3 separate regions of the Mus musculus genome follow, and regions 1 and 2 are each linked to region 3. A link is a contact called in public ChIA-PET and HiChIP or PLAC-seq data. All regions are on one chromosome and are shown on one strand. Each heading gives the region's core, a stretch centred on a gene start, on an enhancer-like site or on the middle of the called end of the contact. The rest is flanking DNA. Distances are from core to core; before and after follow the strand shown. Region 1 holds the start of Skap1 (src family associated phosphoprotein 1). Region 2 holds the start of Hoxb5os (homeobox B5 and homeobox B6, opposite strand). Region 3 holds the start of Tbx21 (T-box 21).

Region 1 (4,133 bases), core at 324-2,823, 650 kb after region 3:
GTTTCTTGGTTTACAAGCTAAGTGGATTTTTAGATAATTTAGAGAACATAGCTCAGTAGTGGAATGTCTAATGACCCTGTGTAAGGTTCTAGATTCAATCCCCTAAGTACAAGAGAGGGTGGTGGTGACTAAAGGTGCTTGCCACCAAGCCTGAAGACATGAGTTCTATCCCCATCACCAGAAGATGCAAGATGAATGCCAACTCCCAACAGTTGCCACCCGAACTCCACAAACAGGCTGTGGCACATGCACACCCACACAATACACTCCAAAAATAGATAAAAACCTTTTTCTAAAATAGATTTTTGAAACATCGCCTCAAAAGAAACACATAGCCGCCAACTCTTACAGAGACGCTATCCAGAATAGAAACAGGGCTACAGACAGAATCCAAAAGCACTGGCCAAATCCTTGATTAGGAGGCATTTATACCCAAGATAACAAGGTAATGGAGATATAAAACCAATTAAATTGAGAGAAACTGGAAAGAATGCAGCTTGCCAAAATCATGACCTGCCCAAAGCAGGCCATCTGTTAACGATGTGTCAGATGTGTCGCCTGGATGCCGAAAGGCTTAATTCTGAGCGGTTTCCTCTTGAGACCCTTATGCAACTGCAGATTCCAGGTTTCTGTCCTCCCAGGAAGGGAAGGGCAGTCATAGGAAAATGAGTAAAACTGATTTTCACCATGGGAGCCAAGCACAAGATACCGTCCATCAGGGAAGTCTCTTCGGAGTGTATGTTGAGTGTCGGAAAGTGTGACCTTAACTGTAAAGGACAGTTTTAAAGGTGAAACCATCACAACAGGACACTTAGGGAAGGGAAGGACACCATACTCTGAGGTTTATGACACCCCTAGAAGTCTTCAGGTTAGGAAATGACTCTCACACTTATAAGACGTCCCCTAACCACCAGGCTTGGCCCAAAGACCATAAATCTCCAGAGCCCTACTGTGTGCCTAGGAGATGTCTACCCAGAAAGGTGTGGGTCTTCCACAAGGTGAGGAGTCAGGACTGGGAAGGATGAGACCTAATCACTGCACACCTCAGGGATTTCCCGGGGTGACAGGTTCAAGACCAAGCAAGGTGTCAAGGGAGGCCATGAACTGACCCGTAAGACCTTAGAGACCTGGAAGTGTTGATGCATCTGGAAGTGATACAGATGCCTAGAAGGAACAGAAAATATGTAACTCAAGGGAGAGGTGGGGACCTTGAGGATGAGAGAGAGGCTAGGGCTTTGGGGACAATTGGGGGATTAAGGACTCTGGAAGCCTGGAACTTATAGTAGGTAAGTGACCAGGCTAAAGAACTAGTACCCTAGTGTCTCCTTTCTTGCCTTCAGCCCAGCACTGAGAGGCCCTCCCGGACGGGATGGGTCAGGACAGAGGTCTGGCACTGAACCAGGAGTTAGTTACCTTCCAGGAGCCAACAGATCTCCTCCGGGAGGGCGACAGCCTGCATTTGGCGAAGCGAGTGGGCGGCCGCAGCAGAAGGCGGGATAAGGGACGTGTGCCTGCTCGGACGGCGGGCGCAGCGAGCTGCACCCCAGGCACCTGTACCTCGGCTGTCGCCTGGGGGGGGGGGGGAGGCGCTGGGCGGGGCCGCCGGTCGCGCGCTCAGGAAGCGGCGCGCGCAGCCGGCGGCGGGAGCCCGGGACCCCGGGCGCAGGTGCACTGGTGCCACTGAGGTGGCACGCAAAGTCAATGGCGTGGCCCTTTGAGCCCCTCACCAAAAAATTGCCTAGATTCCCAAGAGCCTTGGAGGCTAGGTTTTGGCGGAAACATCTAAACACTGAGCAGTTTGACCTTGGGGCTGTAGGTTTAAAAGGCCATGGCTGTTCCTGGACTGGGGTGCAGAGGCAGAATCCAAGAAAGAGCTTGGTCCTTGCCAAAGATATAGTGCCTCAGTTCTGATCCAGCGCACTGTCGGGGAAAGCCCTGCTGGTTAGAAATTAAAATCTGGAGTCCCAGCGACAATGCCGATCGCCAACATTTGAAAGACTCAGCATCAGAGGCAATACCCATGGAGAGACACGGAGGGAATGTCCTTCCCTCTGGAGGTGAAAGGCTGAGAGAAGGTGGGAAACAGCTCTTTCTCGGAACAGAGGAAGGAAGAAAGTGATCAACGAGATCACAGGGCTGTGCCCTTCCCCGCTCAAAGTACAGCCAGTCAGTGATCAAGTTTGGGTGGTAGTAGGTACCAAAGATGTTGCTACAGCACGAACTTGGGCAGTGGTACGTGGAACCCTTTGTTATTTTTGTGGACCGCTTGTGAGTGAACAAGTACTCAAAGGTTGTTTATTTGATTGGTATTTTATAGTACAACAGGCCTTGAAGAAAGTAGAGCAGCATGGACGGTATACGAAAGAGCAAGAGGAGGACTGGCGCATGCCTGTTGGTATTAAATACCAGACTCCGGGGTTTTACAAGGGTGGGGAGACTTTGCAGGTAGAAAATTATCTGTAATTATGTGACCCCTGCATATCTCTCTCTCTCTCTCTCTCCCTCTCTCCCTCTCTCCCTCTCTCATTCTATTCTATCCCCATAATAGGTAAGAAGGATTGGGAGTGGTCCTGGAACACATGAAGGGAGGAAGGTAAGCGATTTGTTAATCTGCCTGGGGGTGGAGATAATATTGATCTCAATGTAGAAGGCAGAGCAAAGACAAGAAACCGTTCAGAAGGGCACAGGGCAGGTGTATATGTCTCCTGGAATAAGTGTGTGCACACACCCCAGGAAGATGCAGTCTCAAGTTTAGGAACCCTCACTTTTAAGGACTTTGGTGGCCTTTAGCATGTCCTGACGCCTGAGAAGGAGTGGTCTTGGTTTCAGGGCCTCACAACCCACCTATAAGTTGCAATAAATTGAACTGAAGGGATAGAACCCGGTCGGGGTCACCAGAGAACCCAAATCCATGGTGTTGCTTCTTACTGGGTGAAGCTATAGTGACAGGCTTGGGCTGCCTCTTCCAGGCTCCAGAGGGGGTGTAGGCTGCCTCCTACCTTGCTGTCTCCCAGATAAAACTGAAGTTGCTCTAAAATCACTTGGGGTGCGTGCATGTTTAAACATGGAGGCTATGTGGCTCACACACATGCTTCTTTTTGTAAACATAAAACTGTTCTTCAAAAGGGGGGCGGTAGGCTTCCCTCTCTAGTGCACAAACTTCCTCCATTTTTCTTCCAGCAATGGGAAAAGAAGGACAGCCCTTCCCTCTTTCTTTAGTAAAAGGCAGGTTTCTAGGATCTGAAGAGAACCCAGAGTGCCCCGTCCCCTTATTTAAGGACATTGGTCAGCATGGTCACATAGGGTAGGTGCTCAGGAGTTGTCTGACAAAGGACAGAACCCCAGGCTTCCTGCCACCTAGGGAGAAGCAAAACCGCACAAGGTAGATATTCTCCTTGCATCTCTTCCCCTGTGGATGACTGGGTTTGGGAGCGATGGAGGTAGAGGGAGGTGTAAGTCAGGTGGTGTGTGCTGGTGACTGGCAGTTTCCAATACGCTATTGTCATGTTGCATCAAGGCTCCTCATTGCAGACAGAAGCCTGCCTCCACACATGAGCGCTGCCCCTCCTTAATCATCTGAGGGCCCTGGTTCAGCAGGCAGCCTCACTCCTAATGACATTCTGTTAAATGGACAAATTCCTTTGAAGCCCTGTCCTCCTTTGAAATCCAATTTCGCAGGAAGCCAAATCTGATTGGGGGTAGCCATGGAAACGACATGAAGGAGTCTTGCAGGAGGTGGAGAGAGGCAAAGAAAAAAAAACACCCGAGATAGTCAAGAGTCCTTTACTGCTCTGTCGGAAATATCAAAGAGATCTGGAGAGGTTGGCAGCAGGCGAGTCCCTGCCCAGGTCCTGTTCTGTGTGGCTAGGTACCATGTGGCTGACATGGAAGAAAGCAGCCAGCTGTCTCCACACACAGGCAGCGGTCCAGATCTGTCTGCCTTCCCCCTTCTCCCCTCCCCCACCCCAATTCCAATGCCATCCCCTTCTGGCCATCACCCCTTAAAGGCAAACAACAAAAGAATGACAAGGTGAAAATACAAGGCCCCCACAGATAAGGGGTCCTAGGGAGCAGAGGCCACGAAATTAATCTAAAATTCCTTGTATAATTAGATAAGATAAGGGTATCTAGAG
Region 2 (4,359 bases), core at 1,107-3,606, 810 kb after region 3:
GAGAGAGGAAGAATAAAAAAGGGAGGAAAGGAGAAGGAAGAAAGGAGGAGGAAGGGAGGAAGGCAGAGGCAACACAAGTCTGGGGCAAGGAGAGTTCGTTATACCCCATGTACACCTCATCCTCTTCCCCAACTTGCCCTGGCTACAGGTCAAAGAGCAGATGCTCCAGAAAAACCAAGCTGCAGAAGAGAAAGCCCACTAGGGCTTGTTCTCCAAGATCTGCTTAGAGACCTTCCACGTAGGCACCCGCAACCAGAACTGTTCTTTGCCATTCTGAAAAAATCTATTCAAACATGCTTCATAGATGTCTCAAGGCCGTTGGCCTTGAACATTCTATCAGAGTTTGTTAAACTGACATGCAAAGTGTAGGAGGGGGGGTGCATCTTTTCAGAGACAAGCCTGGTTATCTGGGGCTCAGGACCCTGAAAGGATCTGGAAAGCAAGATAGACTGAGGCCAGGAGCCAGGAAAAAAAACGATTCCCATGGAACCCCCAGGTTAGACTCTGCTACTGCTGCACACCTCCTCTGCACTTCTTTGAACTGCTTTGAAGCCCTCAGAAGCCAAACCTCCAAAGCGTATTCATATTTTAAGTGTTGCTGGCATCCTTTGATCCTTTGGGAGTGGAAAAGAGTGTCCTTTACAAGGGGTGTAAATGTCCATCGTTCTTTGAGAGATGCATCTTTAAGCTAGGGTGAGGCTCCCATGCCCTTGGTCTCTTTCCTCTGATCCTAAAGCCCATTGAGACTCTCCAGTAATTTTGGATGTGGGCAAGGAATAGTGGGCTCAAAAACAAAAACAAAAAACAAATAAAAAAAAAAACAGAGAAAGAGCAAGGGGTGGGGTAGAACAAGAAGGGCTAGAGCATCACTATCCCCTCAATGGGAAACAGGGAGACCCTGTGGCCCTTCTTTGTCAGAGATCACAGCCCCTCAAAATGCTAAGTCCTGTTTTAGGAATTATCCACCGGAGTTGGTGAACCTAGAGACAGTGAGCTTTTGGGAAGCAGGACCTGAGTCACTGGCCCCAGAGATCTCAATGAAAAGCATGGAGGAGACACAGCCATTTGATCCGTAAGAGGATTCTAGCTGTTAGAAGAAGACTGACTTTTCCTTAGAAAACAAGTTTTCCATGGTGGGGTCCAAATGTGGAAATCCCTCTGGTTTACAGTGGTACACAACAAAGAGAGCATTCAGAGTCCCGGAGAGGGCAGAAGAGGAAAGAGAAAGACTAACACCTGAGTCTCTTTGGGGATCTATGTTCCTGGGCAGGCTGTATTTGTGGCAGGCTATAGTTAGACACACCTCTGTCTTCCAGACCTGGAGAGAAGCTCTCATCTTTCAGACCCCTGGTTGGGAATTAGGTTTGCAACTGAAGGCTATGAACCGCCTACCCCCCAATCCGCTCCTCATTTTGACTCAAGCTCCTTCTTAAGAGACCACCAAAAGAAATCAATTTAAGACCAACAGGATGAAGTTGGGTATAAAAAGCACCGAGCTCCCGGAATTCTGGATAACCCTGGGGAGACCATAGAGAGTGCAGGGGCAGACGTTAAAAACCCAGAAAACATTTCAGGGCAAGGTAGCCCACAGCAGCCACCTTCCCTATCCTTTTCTCTAAATGTATCCAGGTAAAAAACGACCTGCGGGGGGGGGGGGCGCGGAGTGTGCCCCCAACACACCCCAAACAAATTCCATAAAGTTTCTTTCCTTGGGACTAAGGGAGATCTCTCTGAAGACACCCCCCCACCAACCTTTATCCCAGCAGTCCACATCCCTCTTTCTTGTCCCCTAATTTCCAAAGACATTGAAGGAACATGGACCCCACAAGACCCCCTTTCTCCACAGAGTCCAGTGCTCTTGCACATAAACACCAGACACCGCCCATCACTGAAGCCTTACAGAACTAAGCCCTCACTTCAGGCACCCCACTTCTCAGAACTAGATATATATATTTAATGTTAAATTTCCCCTGTATCATTCTACAGCCCTATTGGAAACAAAATTCTCTTCTCCCGTCCCAAGCCCCAAAACTGCAAGGAGAGAAATCGAAAGCTGAAAGCGACTTACTGTGGAGTTCTGGGCCTGGCTGTAGGCACTGCCTTCTTGGGCTGCTCTAAGCTAGAAGAGCGCTCACCTACCTCTGCCCCCTTCCCCACCACAGTGAGCAGTTAAAGTGTCACTTAACATTCTGGAGAATGTGAAATATACCGCGCGGTGTCAACTCCCCAAAACCATAAAACTAACTTTATGGACCTCACGTGACTTTCTCGAGCCAGTGAGGGGTATCTGTCTGACTTCTCGGCGATTTTTACGATCTAACTTCGAGATAAAACCCCTATCCATTTGACATCTAAATGTCATAGCGACTTTTGGGGTAGTTTGCTTTCGGCAAAGGGGGACAAAGTCATGGGGTGAGAGGGAAGGAGGACCCAAAACAGCCTCCAAGACCCTCACCATCTCTTCACCGGCTCCCCCTCCCCCCCCACAGGTCCTGTAAGAAGTTGGGCCCAGCTGGAAGGGATTGACCGGTAAGTGTCCAGACTTGACTCTTATGCTCAGGGTGGAAGCTCAACTGGATGGAGGAAAACTGGGCCCTGGTTTTGGACCAGGCTGGAGGGGGAGCCAGGGGTCTTTCAGAAGAAACCCTAACCAAGAGGGGAAGGTCAGTCGGGACCCCTGGATAGGAGAACCCCTTGAAAAGTATAGAGAAGGCCAAGTGTGACCAAAAAAAAAAAAAACCTTTGAAGCTAAGCAGATTTCCTCCCCCTTAGTGGGTGGCAGAGCTGAACATTTGAGCTTTTGGAACAGGAGACAGGGCATCTGGGCAGGCCTTTACCAGACTCAAAGGACCAGAGGCCTTCTTGCTCAGAATTTAGGCCCAAATTACTCTTCCTGGAGCATTTTCCAAAGGCTTTCCATACCCGCTGAGTATCAGGATGGGGTCCAGCTGAAGGCCACGTGAAGTTCCTGGGCCTCTCAGTCCCCTCATCAAGCCTCAGTGGGCCAAGCCTGGGAGTGAGGTGGCTTTGAGGGATTTCTGGTGGGCTTCCCTATGCCCTAGATTTATTGAAGATGGTCTTAGACCAGGTTGTGCTGGATGGTGAAAGAGTCAGACCCTCTGAGAAAAGACAAGTAGAGGGCACTGGAGTGGGGGAAACATTTATTCAACTTCAAGGAAAGCTACAGACATACCAAAAGCTAATCACTGAGACAGGCCTGGCAAAGACAGATTTCACACGTAGCACAGCATCCACCCGCTCACTACAAATGGTCTTGGAAGCGAAATGGGTGAGAGAGGAAGTGATTGGCCTGACCCAGACTATCCCCATATTTACAGCATTGGGCCTTCTAGCCAGACCCACGGATTCACAGAGAAAAATCACAAGACATTTTACACTGAGGATTATTTCTGATTCCATACGCTTCCAGACTAGGCCTTGTGGGGCCTACCAGGCAGCAGGAGTTCAGCTCTTGCTCCTTTCCTCTCCTCTTCTCAATGTCCACACTTTGACCCTTCCCTAGCTCCCTTCCCACCCCAAGGAACAAGCTACCTGAGCCTAGGGAGTGGGGGCTGGGTGGGGCTGAAGAAGGATGAGGTGGGAGAAAAGAGACACAGACAGTGGGCTCCATTTCCCAGGCCAGCTCAGCTGGGCCCAGCACTACCCAACCTCAACTGCTGCCCCTTATGGAAGTTTCCAGCAGAAACTCAAAATACAGCCATCATCCTTTTATAAATAAGTTAGAACACAGACGGGGAGGGGAAGTCACATTAAACATGCGAATTTCTTTTTCTTTTCTTTTTCCTGGGGAAAGGAGCGCAACCACAGACACGAGGACATTCAGAAACACTGGCAACTTGGGGGGGGGCGAGCCAAGAGAAGTGGGGAGCACGGAGGGGGAAATAATAATAATAATTATTATTAACAATAATAACAAGATAACCAGTCCAGGAGAGAGGGAGCCATGGGAAGACCTAAGACCAAACGAAAAATTGTAACACAGGACTGGGGTGTGACAGGCTCGTGGGAACTGGTCCCCAGCGGGCAGCGGCAGTGCAGGGAAGATTGGAAGGGTCGAGCTGGGGTTGGTGCGGGCTCTCGGGCCGCCCAGGGCTCCTCCGGATGGGCTCAAGGTTGGAAGGCGCTGCCGGCTGTAGCCAGACTCATACTTTTCAGTTTGTTGTCTTTCTTCCACTTCATGCGACGGTTCTGGAACCAGATTTTGATCTGACGCTCGGACAGGCAAAGCGCGTGGGCGATCTCGATACGTCGCCGCCGGGTCAGGTAGCGATTGAAGTGGAATTCCTTTTCCAGCTCCAGGGTCTGGTAGCGAGTATAGGCGGTCCGGGCCCTTTTTCC
Region 3 (4,185 bases), core at 1,497-3,996:
TTCCGAAGCAGGGGGATGGCTCACTTGACCTGAGGATCAGCGTGGAAGATCAGGGATGGAAAGGCTGAGGAACAAGACTCCATTTGGCCTTTCACAATGGGACACTCAGCAAAAATGCTCCCCCAAAGAGTTGTCGGTGTTCAAAAATTTTACCTCCTGGGGAAATCAGTCATTTGAATGAATCCCAGAAATCTATTTTCCACAATAGGGAGCCAAGGGTGCAAAGGTCACCTTCTTTCAAGTCCTGGTGTCTCATTTTGACCAACAACACACAGAAGCCTTTATGGGCGAGTAGGGGGTGAGGGAGTGAGGAGGAGGCCAGACCTCGATATCTGCTGCTGTCATGGATCCAGGCCTCATTCTCAAGAGCTGTGCTGATTGTCTGCCCCCACCTTTCCCTGGGTCATGTCTGCCTCCTGGGGTCCCTAACTTCACCTTCCCCTGGCAGCCTGTCTCTTGGTTCAGCTCTAGTTGGAAGGAGAGTGTCCCCCTGGGTCCCTACGGGTGAAGTCCTATTGGGCTGGGACAGAGATGTAGAGATGAAGTCACACCCCAGGGGAGAAGTGGGGTGGGGCAGAGATGAGGGAAAGAAATCTCTTTTTAACGAAATAAAACTGCATGGAAGTATTTTTTGAAGCATTCTTTAAGATGTAAATCTTTATATATTTGACATGCAAAAAAAAAATCCATTACACCGTGCTGAGTGAAGAAAAAAACCAAGAACCCACGTGGTAAAGCGGACTGCGAAGTTGATGTAAAATTAGACATCTGTGTGTGTGTACAAAAGACAGAGACACAGGAGGGTCTATACAAGGGAGGTATCCAGAAGGGTTTTCTTAAAATGTTAATACGGGAGCTAGTATGGGAGGGTGGTGGTTTGTCTGACTTCTGTTTTTCTTCACTGCCTAGATTTTCTGTACAGAGGATGATTTTAGTCCTGAGGCCAGCAAGATGGCTCAGCAGTTAAAGGCACTTGTTGTCCAAGCCTGATGACCTGAGTTCCAGACTCAGAACCCACATAAGGATGGAAAGAAAGGACTGACCCCACACAGCTGGACTCTGAACTCTAAACATGCACCATGGCACAGATGTCCACACACAATAACAAGTAACTTGCTTCCTGGCGGTGACGCCCTCCCTCTGAGATTATGCCTCACTCGCAAGGGTCTCCTTCATCACTCTCCAGAAGAGGAGAAGAGGAAACACAAGAAAAAGCGCCTGGTGCAGAGCCCCAATTCCTACTTTATGGATGTGATATGCCCAGGATGATATAAAATCACCAGTCTTTTTTTAAAATTAATTTATTTATTATATGTAAGTACACTGTAGCTGTCTTCAGACACTCCAGAAGAGGGTGCCAGATCTCATTACCGATGGTTGTGAGCTACCATGTGGTTGCTGGGATTTGAACTCAGGACCTTCGGAAGAGCAGTCAATGCTCTTAACCGCTGAGCCATCTCTCCAGCCCAAGTAACTCTTAAACGATACTTTACTTCTTATTTACTTACTTTTGAGATAAGATCCCCTGTAACCCAGGCTGGCCCAAATTGTAGCTGAAGATGACCTTAAACTTCTGATCCTCTACCAACCCTCTCAAGTGCTGGGATGACAGGCATGTGCCACCATGCCCCATCTATACAAAGCTGGGGGTGGAACCAGAAGCGTGGGTGTATGCTAAGCAGGCACTCCATCAGTTGAACTATATCCCAGACCCCGGGGATGCTTTTTATTTCAAAAGAAAACTCCCAATGGATTCATTTTCAGTTAGGAGGTGAGATTCTTCTCAAAATGCAGGACTTACCGTAGTTATTGGAATAGAACAGCGGAGGAAGGACTGTCTGTCTCCATCAGAGCAGGTGCTGGGCTCCCTGTCAGCCAGCTTGGACTACATACCTTTGTTTTTTTCTATAATAGAATGGAAACAGAGGCACACAGACACCGGTTGGTATAAGGTACACAGCCCCTACCCCCAATACGAATATTTATTTCCCCAGCCTACCCCATCAGGCCTGAGGGACTTTCAGGCAAAGGAAGTGACTTACCCAGGTCCTACACACCCGAGTCACAGTCAGAGTCAGCCCTGGGACTCTGAACACTGACAGCCAAGCGCTACTTCCCGTGTCTTTCGCTAGCTGTTACGCTGCCACGTGAACGAGCTTTTGTGGGAGCATTTCAGCCAGCCCAGCCCACCGTGGGCTGCTTTGGGTGCAATCTTCTTGGGAGACAGCTTCCAAGTTTCCTCCTGGGCTAGAGGGACAAGCATCATCCTCGGGCCTGGGGGGTGGGGTGGGAGGCTAGCGATGGGGGGTGGGGGCGGCGGACAAGAGACAGCGAGCAAACACTTTGTGTAAAGTCACAAAGCCTGGGCATACAGGAGGCAGCAACAAATATCTGTTGACTATGGATAGTCTAAGTAGCTCTGAGCCTGCCAGAGGCGTGAGAATGCTCAGATGGTCCCATCTGGGGAAAGGGCCTTTGCTGTGCCTTCCAGGACTGGCGGAACTTCCTGGGGGAGAGAAACCGTTTCTCTCCTCGAAGTTTCAGAGTTTCAGGTGGCAGGTTGACTCTTTCCCAGATTGGGGCGACAAGAGACTTACACTTAGGAGTGGGGGTCGGGGCTTCAGTCCTCACCAAAAGCGAATTCGCGCTGTATTAGCCACGAGGGGGCGGGGCGGGGCGGGGCCAAGGTGGCGGGGTGAGGGGACCCAAGGAGCTTCATAAAGCCACAGCAAAGGCCGCCGCGCCGCTAGTGACAGCGCGGGCTGCAGAGAAAGCCCAGGAGCAGCTGCGCGCCTATCCAACGCGCGCTCAGGAGCCAAGCGTCCCAGCTCCCGCTCCAGTGAAGTTTCATTGGTCTTCGGACGCCGCCCCCGTCGCCCCAGCCCTAAGGACCCTCGGGTCTCTTCGACGGCTGCTGGAAGGCGCCCAGCCCGCCTCGGATGGGCATCGTGGAGCCGGGCTGCGGAGACATGCTGACCGGCACCGAGCCGATGCCGAGTGACGAGGGCCGGGGGCCCGGAGCGGACCAACAGCATCGTTTCTTCTATCCCGAGCCGGGCGCACAGGACCCGACCGATCGCCGCGCAGGTAGCAGCCTGGGGACGCCCTACTCTGGGGGCGCCCTGGTGCCTGCCGCGCCGGGTCGCTTCCTTGGATCCTTCGCCTACCCGCCCCGGGCTCAGGTGGCTGGCTTTCCCGGGCCTGGCGAGTTCTTCCCGCCGCCCGCGGGTGCGGAGGGCTACCCGCCCGTGGATGGCTACCCTGCCCCTGACCCGCGCGCGGGGCTCTACCCAGGGCCGCGCGAGGACTACGCATTGCCCGCGGGGTTGGAGGTGTCTGGGAAGCTGAGAGTCGCGCTCAGCAACCACCTGTTGTGGTCCAAGTTCAACCAGCACCAGACAGAGATGATCATCACTAAGCAAGGACGGTGAGTGAGGTGCGCGCCGAGCGCAGCGAGCTCGCAGGGCGGAGCCGGCGGGAGTCTGGCCTCGGTGGCCCGCCGGAACAACGACTTTCCTCTTTTTTTTTTTTTTTTTTTTTGAAATCAAAATTTGAAGCTGCAGGTTGCTGAGTCTTTGTGTTCGTAGACTGAGCTTCAGTTTTAGGAGACGGGGGAGCAGGGTTGCGGGGAGGGCACCGCAAGCTCCGGAGAGCCGCGGGTGCTGAGGGTATCAGAGGGCTCAAAAAGGATGATGCTGTGGGCGCAATTAGAAGTTACTTTGGTGCAGAGGAAAGGATGACTCTCGCTTCACCGAGAGTTGGCCGGTGGGGGGTGGGGGGTGGGGGACTGGAGGGGGTTAATTTGCTCCTTGCCTCAGTCTGGGATCTCAGTGGGCAGCGAGGAGTGTGTGTTATAGACCTGACTGACCGCCTTTCGGTCCTTAGGTATTCGGGAAATTGAAGTGTTGGGGGCAGAATATTTTTTGAGATCTCAGTGTGCCTGTTCCTTTGCTACTGCTGTGCTTAGGGTAGCTTTGGTGTATGGGGGAGGGGGGGAGCAGACTGGGATTTGGTGACATGGAGAAGCGGTCGCCAAGTTTCTTTTCCGGTCTTACTTTGAGATCATATGTCTAGAGAGGGAGAGAGAGAGAGAGAGAGAGAGGAGTGTGTGTGTGTGTGTGTGTGTGTGTGTGTGTGTGTGTGTTGTGTAGAGAGGTGGGAAGCAGCAAAACTTATAAAGGCACA

Evidence for each region. ChIA-PET counts read pairs in DNA pulled down with a chosen protein or histone mark. HiChIP or PLAC-seq counts read pairs in DNA pulled down with a chosen protein or histone mark.
Region 1: an RNA polymerase II ChIA-PET map of memory CD8 T cells shows a contact between it and region 3, with 7 read pairs. The contact joins the promoter of Skap1 here to the promoter of Tbx21 in region 3. A contact is called at or near these places in 3 of 115 datasets of contacts at active chromatin or transcription factors (CD8 T cells, double positive thymocytes and memory CD8 T cells).
Region 2: a contact with region 3 is called in an H3K4me3 HiChIP or PLAC-seq map of embryonic stem cells, with 6 read pairs. The contact joins the promoter of Hoxb5os here to the promoter of Tbx21 in region 3. A contact is called at or near these places in 3 of 39 promoter capture datasets (embryonic stem cells, liver and pre-B cells), 1 of 115 datasets of contacts at active chromatin or transcription factors (embryonic stem cells) and 1 of 9 other capture datasets (embryonic stem cells).

Annotation. Positions count from the first base shown.
Region 1 is chr11:96,462,031-96,466,163 of GRCm38.p6, reverse strand. It overlaps Skap1 (src family associated phosphoprotein 1), which reads right to left and starts at 1,573. Exons shown (of 12, transcript NM_001177899.1): 1 at 1,414-1,573. The coding sequence starts at 1,459. It overlaps Gm11529 (predicted gene 11529), which reads left to right and starts at 1,617. Exons shown (of 3, transcript NR_033524.1): 1 at 1,617-2,075; 2 at 2,549-2,593.
Region 2 is chr11:96,304,907-96,309,265 of GRCm38.p6, reverse strand. Hoxb5os (homeobox B5 and homeobox B6, opposite strand) reads left to right here and starts at 2,356. Exons shown (of 3, transcript NR_131758.1): 1 at 2,356-2,529. Hoxb5 (homeobox B5) reads right to left here. Exons shown (of 2, transcript NM_008268.2): 2 at 3,145-4,359. The coding sequence ends at 4,129. It also overlaps a transcript of Hoxb3 not described here.
Region 3 is chr11:97,113,892-97,118,076 of GRCm38.p6, reverse strand. It overlaps Tbx21 (T-box 21), which reads left to right and starts at 2,746. Exons shown (of 6, transcript NM_019507.2): 1 at 2,746-3,427. The coding sequence starts at 2,940.